Regions from separate parts of the Mus musculus genome. Here all the other regions are linked to region 4. A link is a contact called in public Hi-C, HiChIP or PLAC-seq and promoter capture Hi-C data. All regions are on one chromosome and are shown on one strand. The core of a region is the stretch at or near the end of the contact, and the rest is flanking DNA. Distances in the headings are between cores, read along the strand shown. Region 1 holds the start of Lhfpl2 (lipoma HMGIC fusion partner-like 2). Region 2 has its middle 17 kb from the start of Gm31630. Region 3 has its middle 41 kb from the start of Gm41019. Region 4 holds the start of Jmy (junction-mediating and regulatory protein).

Evidence for each region. Promoter capture Hi-C pulls out the DNA fragments that hold promoters and counts their contacts. Hi-C and Micro-C count contacts between places; a contact is called where the count stands out from the background. HiChIP or PLAC-seq counts read pairs in DNA pulled down with a chosen protein or histone mark.
Region 1: a contact with region 4 is called in a promoter capture Hi-C map of liver, with 2.4 times the contacts expected there. The contact joins the promoter of Lhfpl2 here to the promoter of Jmy in region 4. A contact is called at or near these places in 1 of 39 promoter capture datasets (liver), 2 of 484 Hi-C or Micro-C datasets (embryonic stem cells and nephron progenitors) and 2 of 115 datasets of contacts at active chromatin or transcription factors (embryonic stem cells and memory CD8 T cells).
Region 2: a contact with region 4 is called in a Hi-C map of the N1E-115 cell line, with 3 times the contacts expected there. The contact joins the enhancer-like site here to the promoter of Jmy in region 4. A contact is called at or near these places in 1 of 39 promoter capture datasets (the C10 cell line), 1 of 15 datasets of contacts at CTCF or cohesin (large pre-B cells), 1 of 484 Hi-C or Micro-C datasets (the N1E-115 cell line) and 1 of 115 datasets of contacts at active chromatin or transcription factors (astrocytes).
Region 3: a contact with region 4 is called in an H3K4me3 HiChIP or PLAC-seq map of pro-B cells, with 4 times the contacts expected there. The contact joins the enhancer-like site here to the promoter of Jmy in region 4. A contact is called at or near these places in 4 of 39 promoter capture datasets (the C10 cell line, liver, pre-B cells and 1 more), 1 of 484 Hi-C or Micro-C datasets (embryonic fibroblasts) and 4 of 115 datasets of contacts at active chromatin or transcription factors (the 230-238 cell line, large pre-B cells and pro-B cells).

Annotation. Positions count from the first base shown.
Region 1 is chr13:94,056,470-94,059,169 of GRCm38.p6, reverse strand. Lhfpl2 (lipoma HMGIC fusion partner-like 2) reads right to left here and starts at 1,374. Exons shown (of 4, transcript NM_172589.2): 1 at 1,264-1,374.
Region 2 is chr13:92,864,179-92,866,878 of GRCm38.p6, reverse strand. No RefSeq gene overlaps it. Among named protein-coding and RNA genes, the nearest start is that of Gm31630, 17 kb to the left of the region's middle. Within about 2 kb of position 1,273, at least 23 of the 459 cell types and tissues checked have an H3K27ac peak or open chromatin away from gene starts, as enhancers often do. A contact at or near this core is called in the N1E-115 cell line, where this site is marked.
Region 3 is chr13:92,963,067-92,965,766 of GRCm38.p6, reverse strand. No RefSeq gene overlaps it. Among named protein-coding and RNA genes, the nearest start is that of Gm41019, 41 kb to the left of the region's middle. Within about 2 kb of position 1,251, at least 41 of the 459 cell types and tissues checked have an H3K27ac peak or open chromatin away from gene starts, as enhancers often do. A contact at or near this core is called in pre-B cells and pro-B cells, where this site is marked.
Region 4 is chr13:93,498,555-93,501,254 of GRCm38.p6, reverse strand. Jmy (junction-mediating and regulatory protein) reads left to right here and starts at 1,447. Exons shown (of 11, transcript NM_021310.3): 1 at 1,447-2,700. The coding sequence starts at 1,949.

The DNA.
Region 1 (2,700 bases), core at 125-2,624, 560 kb before region 4:
GCTTATTTTTCCCCCATAAGGCACTGCTTTGCTCTCATCTACAAAGATCCTTTTTTTCCTTCAGACAAATGGCTGGTTCATGTATCATGACTCAAATTATATTCACAAATGTTCATTTGCAGTGTAATCACTCTTCCTAACTAGACTGGTTCAAGACAAATGAGCAGCCCCCTTTCCCACCCTCTTCTCTTTAAGCTTACAGTGCTCCACCTCCCGCTATAAAATGCTGTCACAGACCACAGGCCACACTGCTCTGTATGACCTACTGCAGGTCACTCTATTTTTTTTTAATGACATCGTCTGGTATTGCTTTAAACCTTTCAAATATTTCATCAGAATCAGATGTTCCAACACAGGCTAGCCCTATTAGCCTGATTGCAGAGAGAGATGTTCATCTTCCCTGTCTTTAAAATATTTAACCATCGCATGCGTGTTCTCTATCTCTTAATTTGAAAGGGAGTTTTTAAAAAAAATGATTAGAAGAGCATCAGAAAGAGCAAGATAAATTATTCCTTATCCCATCCTCTCTTTGAGCTGGACAGGAAGAGTGTTCAGAGAATTAAAGTCCCTTCGAAGGAACTCTGACTTAGCCCCCCACACCTTGCCGCCCTGTGGCTCCAACACACACTCGCCGGCAGTGGTTCCACTTTTCCATATAGGTCACCAGCTGTAATCTACAAGCACAAAAACAATCATGGCACAGAGTACAGGAAACTGCCCGGGCAGGAGTGAGGTAGGGTGCGAGGATGAGAGTCTTTTGCCCTTACTTCCATACAAACTCCCGAACCTCCTGAATTAACAGAAAAGTTGAGCCGACTTGAAGAAACTCTTTTTGCTTTTCTCAGTTCAGAGAGCACGCGACCGCGAATAGACTGAGAGAGAAGTGCGGCCGGGTGGGGGTAGGGACTGCATTCAAACCCATCTCTCTGAGTCCTTCATCCACCCCAGATGTGGTGTTCCCCAACTCCCCGCCCACCTCCTCGCCAGCCCTCACCCCTCTGCACTGGCCACAAAAAATGCAGCCCAGGTCTGAGATGCAGCTGAGGTCTGTGGCCGGTGAGACCCACGCGGTACGGACCGGGGCTGGAGGGGACCACTACAGCTCCCCGGGAAAAAGCGCTTCCAGGCTCAACTTCTTCCACGTCTGCGGCGGGCCGGCGCTGCAGCGGATCCTTCCTGCCCCGGCACCCGCCGCCCGTCCCTCCGCGCCCCCGTGCACTGTCGGGGACCGGCCCCCTCCCGGGCTCCCCGCGCAGCACCTACCTGGCCGGGGCAGCCGGCTCCTAACGCCCCGCTCTGGCCCGGGCGCGTGCAGCCTTCCCCAGCCGGGCTCTCTGTGCCGCCTCCTCGCTGCAGCCTCGATCTGGCCCCGGCGGACCCGCAGGGGCGAGGGCGGGAGCAGACGAGGGTCGGCGGCGCCGGGGCGGAGGCCGAGGGGCGGGCGCAGCGGGAGGAGGCGGCCGAACCTCGCAGCCCAGGCCGGCCGCTGCCACTCAGCATCCCCGCCTCCGGCCGCCGCTCGGGGAGGGGTCGGCGAAGCCCGGCCTCCGGGGGGGAGGGTCCTACAGGGCCCGGGAGAGTGTGGGCGACGCGCGCGATCCCTGAGAAGGGGTCCCGGAGCCCTGCGGGGTTCTCTCCTCACGCTGTCCCAGTGCCTATCGTGGACCAGAGCCGGCGGGGCGGGCGGGAAGAAAGTCGGTCCGTGGCCCAGGAAAACCGCAGGGTGGAGAGTGGTCTGCGGTGCTTTTAAAGCAGAGGCTGGAGGCACAAGTTTACAGGTCCTGATTTCTACTTCGGGAAACTGCAAACTTTCACAGAGCTTGGATGCTTGGGTCCAGACACATCCCCCAGGCACTGAAGATACACTTTCCAATAGATACCACAGATATCAAAGGCGGTTTAGCCAGCGGGAAAGGGATCCAGAGAGGAGACCCACCAACTCCTCTCACCACCGCCCCCAGGGCCAGAGCAAAGGACAGAGTCAAATAGCCAGGGGCTGAATTGTCTGAATTCATTGTGTTAGGACAGAACCCAGCTAAGATCACCTTCCTTTGTCTCCAACCCCCACCCCCTGTCAAATTTGCTTCAGCCTCCAAACTCTCAGACACTTGTCTATCCACCGAAGCACACCCACCCCCCCCACCCCTCCCTCCCGGCCTTCCCTAGCAGCTTGCATGTGCTCTTTGCTCTTGAAGTCTTTGCACTTGACCCACTATTTCCAAATCCATTTGGGTTTGTCAGTTTCAATGGCCCCCTCCTGCTTTTGAAACCCGTGGGCACGGCACCTATCTGCACGGCCTTACAAGCTTAATGGCTCTAGAACACCACTTCCTGGGTGAGAGGGTATCTGAGGCATTTTGCCAGGAAAATTAAAAAAACAAAACAAATTCTTGATTTCTTTGCAACTCCACTATTGAAAACCATATCCCACAGCAGGATTGTAGATAGCATAAGTCATCCGCAACTGCTGGTCTGTGGAGAAAACATACAAATTAAATCGGTTGGGATTCTTCACATGCAAAGGGTACCTATCACCAATTAACAATAGCTGCAAACACAAATGCATCACCATGCTGGTCCTCATCCAGATGGGGTCCTAGAAGGACCCATGCCTGTATCCACGCTGAAGCTGCTGATGCTGTTCCCAGGACTCTCCCACGGTTGAATCCTACTGGGAAAAAAAAAAAAAAAAAAGCTTTC
Region 2 (2,700 bases), core at 24-2,523, 630 kb after region 4:
GCCAGAGAGACTAGCTGTGTTCACAGTAGGATCCTGTGTAGCAAGATCCCTAGAGGCACTCAGGAAACATGTGTTAGATGAATGAATGAGTTCTTTAAGTTTTTAAGAACAATAAGCTTCTTTATATGCAAAAGCTGACTCAATATCTCCACTGGGGTGTGAAATGAACAAATACAGAGAGGTTAAAAGGCAAATATTACCAGGAACAAATGATATACTGAGCCTCAGACTTGTGATGTGATCCATGGATGTATCTCCCAAGGGTTTGCTTTCCAACTTGCTCCTTCCATGTCTCCTTCATTTTCAGCTCTGCTCTCCCCAGGATGAGGAATGGATAGAGCAATAGTGTCTGCTGAAGGTACATCCTTGCTCAAAATCCATCTTTTTCCTTCTCATCCCCACACAGTCCTCACTATGACACAATATTAGAAAAACCGGATCCTAATGTATAAAGTCCCCATAACAGAAAAAAAAATGAGAAGTATAAAAAGAGAAAGCCAGAGATTCATAAATTAGCCACCATCACCAGTGATTTTTATTTGATTCATTGGAATGTAGAGGGAGCACAGACACTCACTATACCTTTATAGTAAGAGGGAGGAGACTAGGTGAGCCAAGCCAAGCAGAAGGCTGGGATGGGAGCTATTCCTTGGGGTTAACATGAGGGCACTTGAAGATGGGAAGAGGGTCGCCACCAGGAAAAAAAAAAAAAAACAGATCACCTGTGTACAGCCATCATGAGAATGCATCTTATTTTCATTTAAGGCAGATTCCCAGGCCAGGATGCTGCCGGGAATAGCTAGGAAGTTGTTCCATCAACCCTGGAAAGAGTCCAGTAAGTGTGTGGTAAGTGACCTCTCCTACTAACCCTTTTTAAAGATCCCCGTTACTTCCAAATGACTCTCTCCCTATACTGCTAATCTTCTGCAGCATCAGGAACAGCTAGAGTGAGGCCAGCCTTTTATTTCATGAAGGAAGGAGCTCCCGTGAACAATCAGTCCTCAAGAGAAACACTATGACTTGTTCTCCATACATAGAGTGGGTTAACTGTGGTCAAGGAGTACTCAGCGAGCAAAGCACTGGACAGACATGGGAATTTAACAGCATCTAGTTCCCTCTTCCCGGCCTGTGCTCTCCTCTTGCCAATGCCCCTCCAGTAGTCTTGAGGTGACTATTTTATTTTCCACATTCGTCTCTTCTGCAGTGTATCTGTATTTCTTCTTGTTTGGCGCCAGATGTCAGATTGGCTTGCGTTATTCCAGGATGAATCATTTGGTTTCCTGTCCATGTTCCTAACCTTTCCAGCGCCTCTTGTATCATGTCTCAGTCATCCCTGCTGTTTACAATGCCTCTCAACTTAAAGCCATCTGCAAATCTCATTAGCGACATGCTGACTCCTTCTCCCCAAGATACAGGGCGTGCTGAATACAAGGCCTGACACCAATTCTCTCTTCCTCATTTGAGGAAATACTTTTTCAGACTGTTCTCAGTTATTACCTTTTTAAAATATGATAATAGTCTCATTGCACATATATTCTTATGCTCCCAGTTTGGCCAAATCTAGACATGTGATGTCCAGATTAATAAGGTTTTTTTAAAGTGAGGTAGAAGGGCTGGAGACATCCTAGGATGTACAAGGCCTGGGTTTGAACCCTAATGCTGCCAAAGGGAAGAAACTGAGTTAGTATCCACTTTAGAGAATAGTTAATTATTAATACCTTTAATAAGTCATGTTTCCTTGCATACTTAAAATATTTAGCTTGCAAAAATTAAAAAAAAATGTACTACCCCACTTCTTAAAGTTAGATTCAGCCTTGAACACAGTTGCTTTACATTGATTAGCCAGGCAGTAAGAAACCACGCCTTGATAAACTTCAAAAATATGATTCAAATATTTCATGTTAGCAGCAAGACTCTGAGGAAGCCACTGGGCCCGTTGTGATTCACTGGCTCTTGGCTTCAACTTTCCCTACTCTTTTCTGATATTATTCAACATGTTTTCAAATCTTATTCTTCTCTCAAAAACCTCAGAGCCTGATGCAATGGCGGATTCCTGTCATTCAGTGTGGAGGAAAATAAGACAGGCAGATGGTGAGTTTAAAGCCAGCCTGGGCTTCAGAGTGAGCCCTTGTCTCAGAATAAACAAAAGATCCAAAACTCCTTGAGTACCTTCTGTTCTGAGCTCCAGATGTTGGACTATAACAAAGAGCTGTCTTGATGCTCCAAGTGCTTCTCTATTCAGCAAAGACTGTGAAGAGAAAAACCACGGTGGGGCTGGAAAGATGTGCAACTAAGGGAGCCAGTCGGGAGCAAGAGTGAGATGCATATACATTCAGACCCTGATGATCTTGCCCTGAGACTGGCAGGAGTATGACTTCCCTCCTTGGTCTGGGTCTGCATGCTTGGGCCATGTAGCCTGTGTAAACCCCACCTCTGCCACCCTTGAGGAAGTCACATAGCCTGGTGGCCAGATTACAGGTTTAACTTCCTCTCTCCCTATAAGGACATGCCCAGCAAGCACCTGGAATTCCTCTTCATGCAAAAAAAAAAAAAAAGTTCCCAGAACTTCGGCATCAGGTAATAATGTACACCCAGCCCCAAGACCTCTAGCCGCTCACTCCCCAAGGTTTATATAGCCCTTGTTGTCCCCAATAAAGGTGAGCGGTTTCACTGAAAACTATCTCGGAGAAGGCCATGTCT
Region 3 (2,700 bases), core at 2-2,501, 540 kb after region 4:
CACTCTGACTCAGGGACATTGCCCTGACTTGAAACACTTCCCTCTGAGGGTCTTAAAAGCTCACTCTGAAAGTCTAGCTAGACTTGAAAGTAAAGCTTATTTCTAGAACGATCTATTTCAAAGGTTTATTTCTTGACACTTGAGATTGCCATGCCATTTCAGCTGTCCCACTAGTACCAGTGATTAGTCATTCATTCATTCATTTTCCTTCAATGAAGGTCTATTGAAACTTCTCTTTCAGGGACCAAGTACTGACAAGTACTGTGAACAAGGAACTTAATTGACAAATGGTCCAGCTATTGTGCTCCATGATCCATTACTGCCTCTGTACTAGGGTCATGCTTCCTGTGGGCAGCTCCTGGCCACTGAGTGTGACTAGGATGCAAAGGCAGCCTTTTCCTTGGGAACATGCTCCTCTGGTGGCCACCTATGAAATAAGGTATCTCAGCAACCATTTGACCCACTTTCTATTGCTGCATGTTCTAGGATGCTTCTGCCCAGTCGTTTCCCATGTTCCCCTTCCCTTGGAGCCAGCCTGCTCTGTTCTCCTGTGTGCTACAGGCCTGGATGACATCGCTCAGGGATGCTGAAAGAATTAGCTGACAAAGAAAGATGAAGATGAAGGAAGGGGCAGGGACTCAGGGCAGACCAGCACATTCCCCTCCTCCTCAGGAGGAAGAAATGTCAAACCTTCAATGCCCTTCCTTTAAAAATTCCAGACCATTTTTGATAGAAAGCAGAGTGTTTCAGGAATAAGGAATTGTTAGTAGAATCATTTATTTTATTTTATTTTATTTTATTTTACCTACAAGATTTTGTTTTCCTCCCCCTAATAAATTTTTACCCTTATGGTGGCAATAAGAAGGCAGAAGAAGATTCTACTGTCTCATGTTGGTAGGGCCAACTCCTGACTAGAAGCCTAGGTAGACTCCAGGCTGGACCAGCCCAATAATCTGGCATGCTTGTATGGAAACCAACACTGGGTTCTCTGTAACTGATGGCAGTGAGCTTCTAGATCCTTCTAACCAGTAGTCTAGATTCAGGTCCCTCGTGGCTGCCCAGGGAGAACATCCCAGCTCTGGCTGCCACTTGGCAAGCAGAGCTCTCACTGCACACACATAAATTGCTTTTCTGGTTTTATTTTTTAAAAACAAATAAAAGAATAACATTGACACCCAGGGAGGCCATTAGAGAGAACAGGAGTAACAAGGAAGCAATGAGGAACCTGTGGGTGTTTGGTGAAGGTAAATGAGGTTGGGTTGGGCTGTTCGGTGGGTGTGGCTGCTCTGTCAGGATTTCCACAGTGTCTTTCAGATCCATTCTTTATCTGTGTGGTTCCTGGAGGTTATGTAGGCGTGCCAGAGCACTACAGTTACAGCGAGAGGAACAAACGACCCTACAGGGGAGTATTTGAGGAAGTATTTTTGACCACTAAAAGGAAGTAGATCTTTACACAGCCTGGAGTCTTTGAATGGAACCCACCACCCCCAAAGAGTCTGAGGTAAAAATTAACAAGGGCCCTAGGAGTCACTGATATTAGCTGTACTGGTCATTAGGATTATGAAGAACAAGTCACCGTGTTCCTACCGGAAAGTTCTCCGTAGCTCTCTAATAGAAGTCATCAAAGCCACATTGCATTCCTTAGGGTGCTGGGAACATAGAGTCTCCTTTCTCTGCAGGATGGTGGTATCTTGTTGTGTTTCCCACCCTTCCTTCATTGGTATATTGCCACTTTCTCGTCAAACCCAGTTCAAATAGACCCTCCTCTCAGAGCAAGGCTGATTGCTGCTTCCTCTTTACAAAGCACATCCCATGTCTACTTCTCTACAAGTACATATGTACTTGTGTACACAACTAATATACAAACTTCTCTAGGACAGAGACCATATCAGATTCATGTGCCCATCTTCACTGGTTGGTATGGTCACTGGTTCCTGGAGCTAGCCCATGGTCCCTGAGTGGAATGTTGAATGAGTAGGGAGGTATTGAGCTTCATCGGCCAACACCTCACTGCTTATGACTCAAACAGTGTCCTTCAGGGGCTTCCCAGAGCTTTGTGCCTGTATCATGTGAGCAATCCTCTTCTTCTGGACAGACATCTGCTTAGCTAGGCTAATATACATGCTTGTCTCCAGAACAGTCATCAGGCTGTCTGAAGTCACGTAGCCAAGAGGCTTGTTAAGATTTTAGTGTCTCTAACTGTGTCTCAGAGGCAAGTGAGTCAGGTCCCAAGAAGTCTGGACTAGAAGTCTTGCCAGTGCACATTCCAGAGCCTAGGAGATTCTAGAAAAACAGACATATCACCTTTCAGGCTGAAATCACTGGGCACTGCATTTGAAAGCTGGGTTTCCTACCAGTCCTTAGGTTGTGAATGACACACAGTTTATTGGAACCATTATGAGGTCACTAAGCAAGCTGAGGTCTGAAAATTTTAAGACAGGTTGAACCAGAGATAAATCAAATACTACATGTGCATGTTAAAGAAGAAAAAGATATGAAAAGGAAAAGAACAGAAATCAAAACCAAAAACATCAAGAAGCCCAAACTAAACAAAACAGCAAGCAAATACTCAACCATCAGGAAGCAGAGACTGGAGGATTAGAGGTTCAAGGTCAACTTCAGAGTAATAATGTGTTCAAGGCCAACCTGAGATAATAAGACCCTGTCTCAAAAAATAATAAAGCAAAATCTTGGAAGACA
Region 4 (2,700 bases), core at 198-2,697:
GTTGTGGAATAAAGGAGTGGGCCACCATACTTGGGTCTCTCCCAGCGTTTTCAAAGGTGCTTTTGATTTGCACGGAAGAGCTGACACATATGTACAAGCTTTGAAAATATGCAGCTCATTATAAGAATTCCAAAAGGTTGAAGTCATTTTTATCTTTTTCTGAATCTTGCTGTGTGTGTGTGTGTGTGTGTGTTTGGTCCAAGAGTAGGCATGGGTTTCAAAGCAGATGTTTAAAGTTTAAAATGTTCAGCAAGGCGGTGGTGGCACACGCCTTTAATCCCAGCACTTGGGAGGCAGAGACAGGCAGATATCTTAGTCCGAGGCCAGCCTGGTCTACAAAGTGAGTTCCAGGACAGCCAGGGCTACACAGAGAAACCCTGTCTCCAAAAAACCAAAACCAAAACAAAAAAAAAAGTTCAGCCAAGAGATAGGTCTAAAACTTTTGACTATCAATTTAGATGTCAGGCCAATACAAAACTGTGTGTAGCTGACAACGTGAGGGTGACTCAGATGATTTTCACACGTTTTAGAAATGTGGCTTAAAGTAAAAGAACTAATTCCTATTATACATTAGTGCCTGCTTGATGCCTTAGACACTGACAGGAAAGATGACGCCAATAATATAAAGTGGATTATAAACCTACTAGACAATATTAGGAATGTTTCAACACAATTTAGTATGAATAATTGGATTTTTCTGGCTGGTTTTTGAAACAAGGTCTTTTGTAGCCCCTGCTGGCCTTGAATTACCATATCTGGTTGCCTCTACTCACCAAGTGTTGGGATTATAGTTATGCACTGCCTTGCCAGGCTGATAAAAACTTTTTGTTTGTGCTTTCTGGGAACTCTGATAACTGAATACAATGTCAAAACTTTAGTGCAGTGACTGCCCAAAGAGATTCTCAGAACAGTACACAACGAGGAAAGCCGAAGCAATAAAAGAAGGATAAATTGAGACAAATGTTCACGCTCTTTAGGACGTGACTGAATTTTCCTACTGTTTTCGTATTCTCCTGAGTTGTTTTGCATACATGTCTAACTTAAATTGTGTCTGAAGGATGTCAGGGGAGAATGGAACCCTTTGGCTTAGCCTTGTAAAGCAAGGCAGAGTTCCCGGACTGTTTAGGACGCGTCTGAACACAGTTGGCGATCCAGATTCACTTAGGGTGAAGGAGGGCTACATCAAGGTCCTTGAACAAAGTCTCAGAGTCCCTCTGCCTTTGCTCCTCTTGCCGGGGGTTCAAAGCAACCTGTGCGGCCGGGCACACCAGTCTCTCATCTTGCAGAAAAGCGTCATCCCGCAGCCACAGACTCCGGGCCGGGAAAAAGGGGGCAGGGCTGGGGCCAGGAACGCGGCGGCGCGCAGGCGCGGCTGGAGGGACGCGGAGGGGGGCGGGGCGCCGCCGGGCGGGCGGGACGCGCGCCGCCGCTCCCGTTGCCGCTGCTGCCGCCGCCGCGTCAGCAGCGTGCCGCACGTGCCCGTGTTTACGTCCCTCGTGGAGCCGCAGACGTCACAGCCGAATGGCAACATTGTGGCGACGCTGAGACTAGCGCTTTAGGAGTCTGCTTTCTGGTTCTGGTTCTGGCTGGCTGGGCGCTGTTGGCCGGGGGCAGAGGGGCGGCGGGGAGGTAGGCCCCGGCGGGCGAGCGGCGGACGCGCGCCTCAGCACGCAGCCCCGCGGCTCCGCGCAGGCCGGTCCGGCGGCCCAGGGCCCTGCGCTGCGGCAGCGAGCGGCTTGTAAACAGATCCGGCCGCACGTGACCATGTGAACTACCTGCTCCGGGCCGCGTATTGTCTCTTCTGAGAGCCGCACCACAAAGGAGCCGGTGGGTGAGCGGCCGGCGCGCTAAGATGGCTGCAGGCGCCCCGCAAGGGTGAGCTGGGGGCGCGGCCACCGCGGAGACTCGGCCGGGCGGGCGACCCCCCTCGCCGGGCACCGGAGCTACCATGTCGTTCGCGCTGGAGGAGACACTCGAGTCCGACTGGGTGGCGGTGCGGCCCCACGTATTCGACGAGCGCGAGAAGCACAAGTTTGTGTTCATTGTGGCCTGGAACGAGATCGAAGGCAAGTTTGCTATAACCTGTCACAACCGGACGGCCCAGAGACAGAGGAGCGGTTCCCGGGAACAGGCGGGGACGCCCGCGTCTGATGGGAGTCGCGGTCCGGGCAGCCCCGCGGCCAGGGGTCGGTCAGAGGCCGCTGCCTCTGCTACAGCAGCGCTCCGGAGTCCCGGGCCACGGAAAAGCCAGGCCTGGGCCGAGGGCGGCTCTCCGCGCAGCGCGCGCAGCCTGAAGGGGGATCCTCCTCGGGGTCCCGCGGGCAGAGGACCGGAGAGTCCTCTCCGTAGCCCCGCGCGGGCTAAGGCCAGCCCGCTCCGCAGAAGCGCCGAATCCCGAGATGCGACCGCCAGTGCCACGCCAGCCCCGCCGGCGCCCCCGGTGCCCCCGGTGTCGTCGGTGCGGGTGGTGAGTGCCTCCGGGGCGGTCTCCGAGGAGATCGAGGTCCTGGAAATGGTGAGGGAGGACGAGGCGCCACAGCCGCTCCCGGACTCGGAGCAGCCGCCGTCTGCCGCGGAGCTGGAGTCTCCGGCCGAAGAATGCAGCTGGGCCGGGCTTTTCTCCTTCCAGGATCTGCGAGCCGTGCATCAGCAGCTGTGCTCGGTAAACTCCCAGCTGGAGCCGTGTCTGCCGGTGTTCCC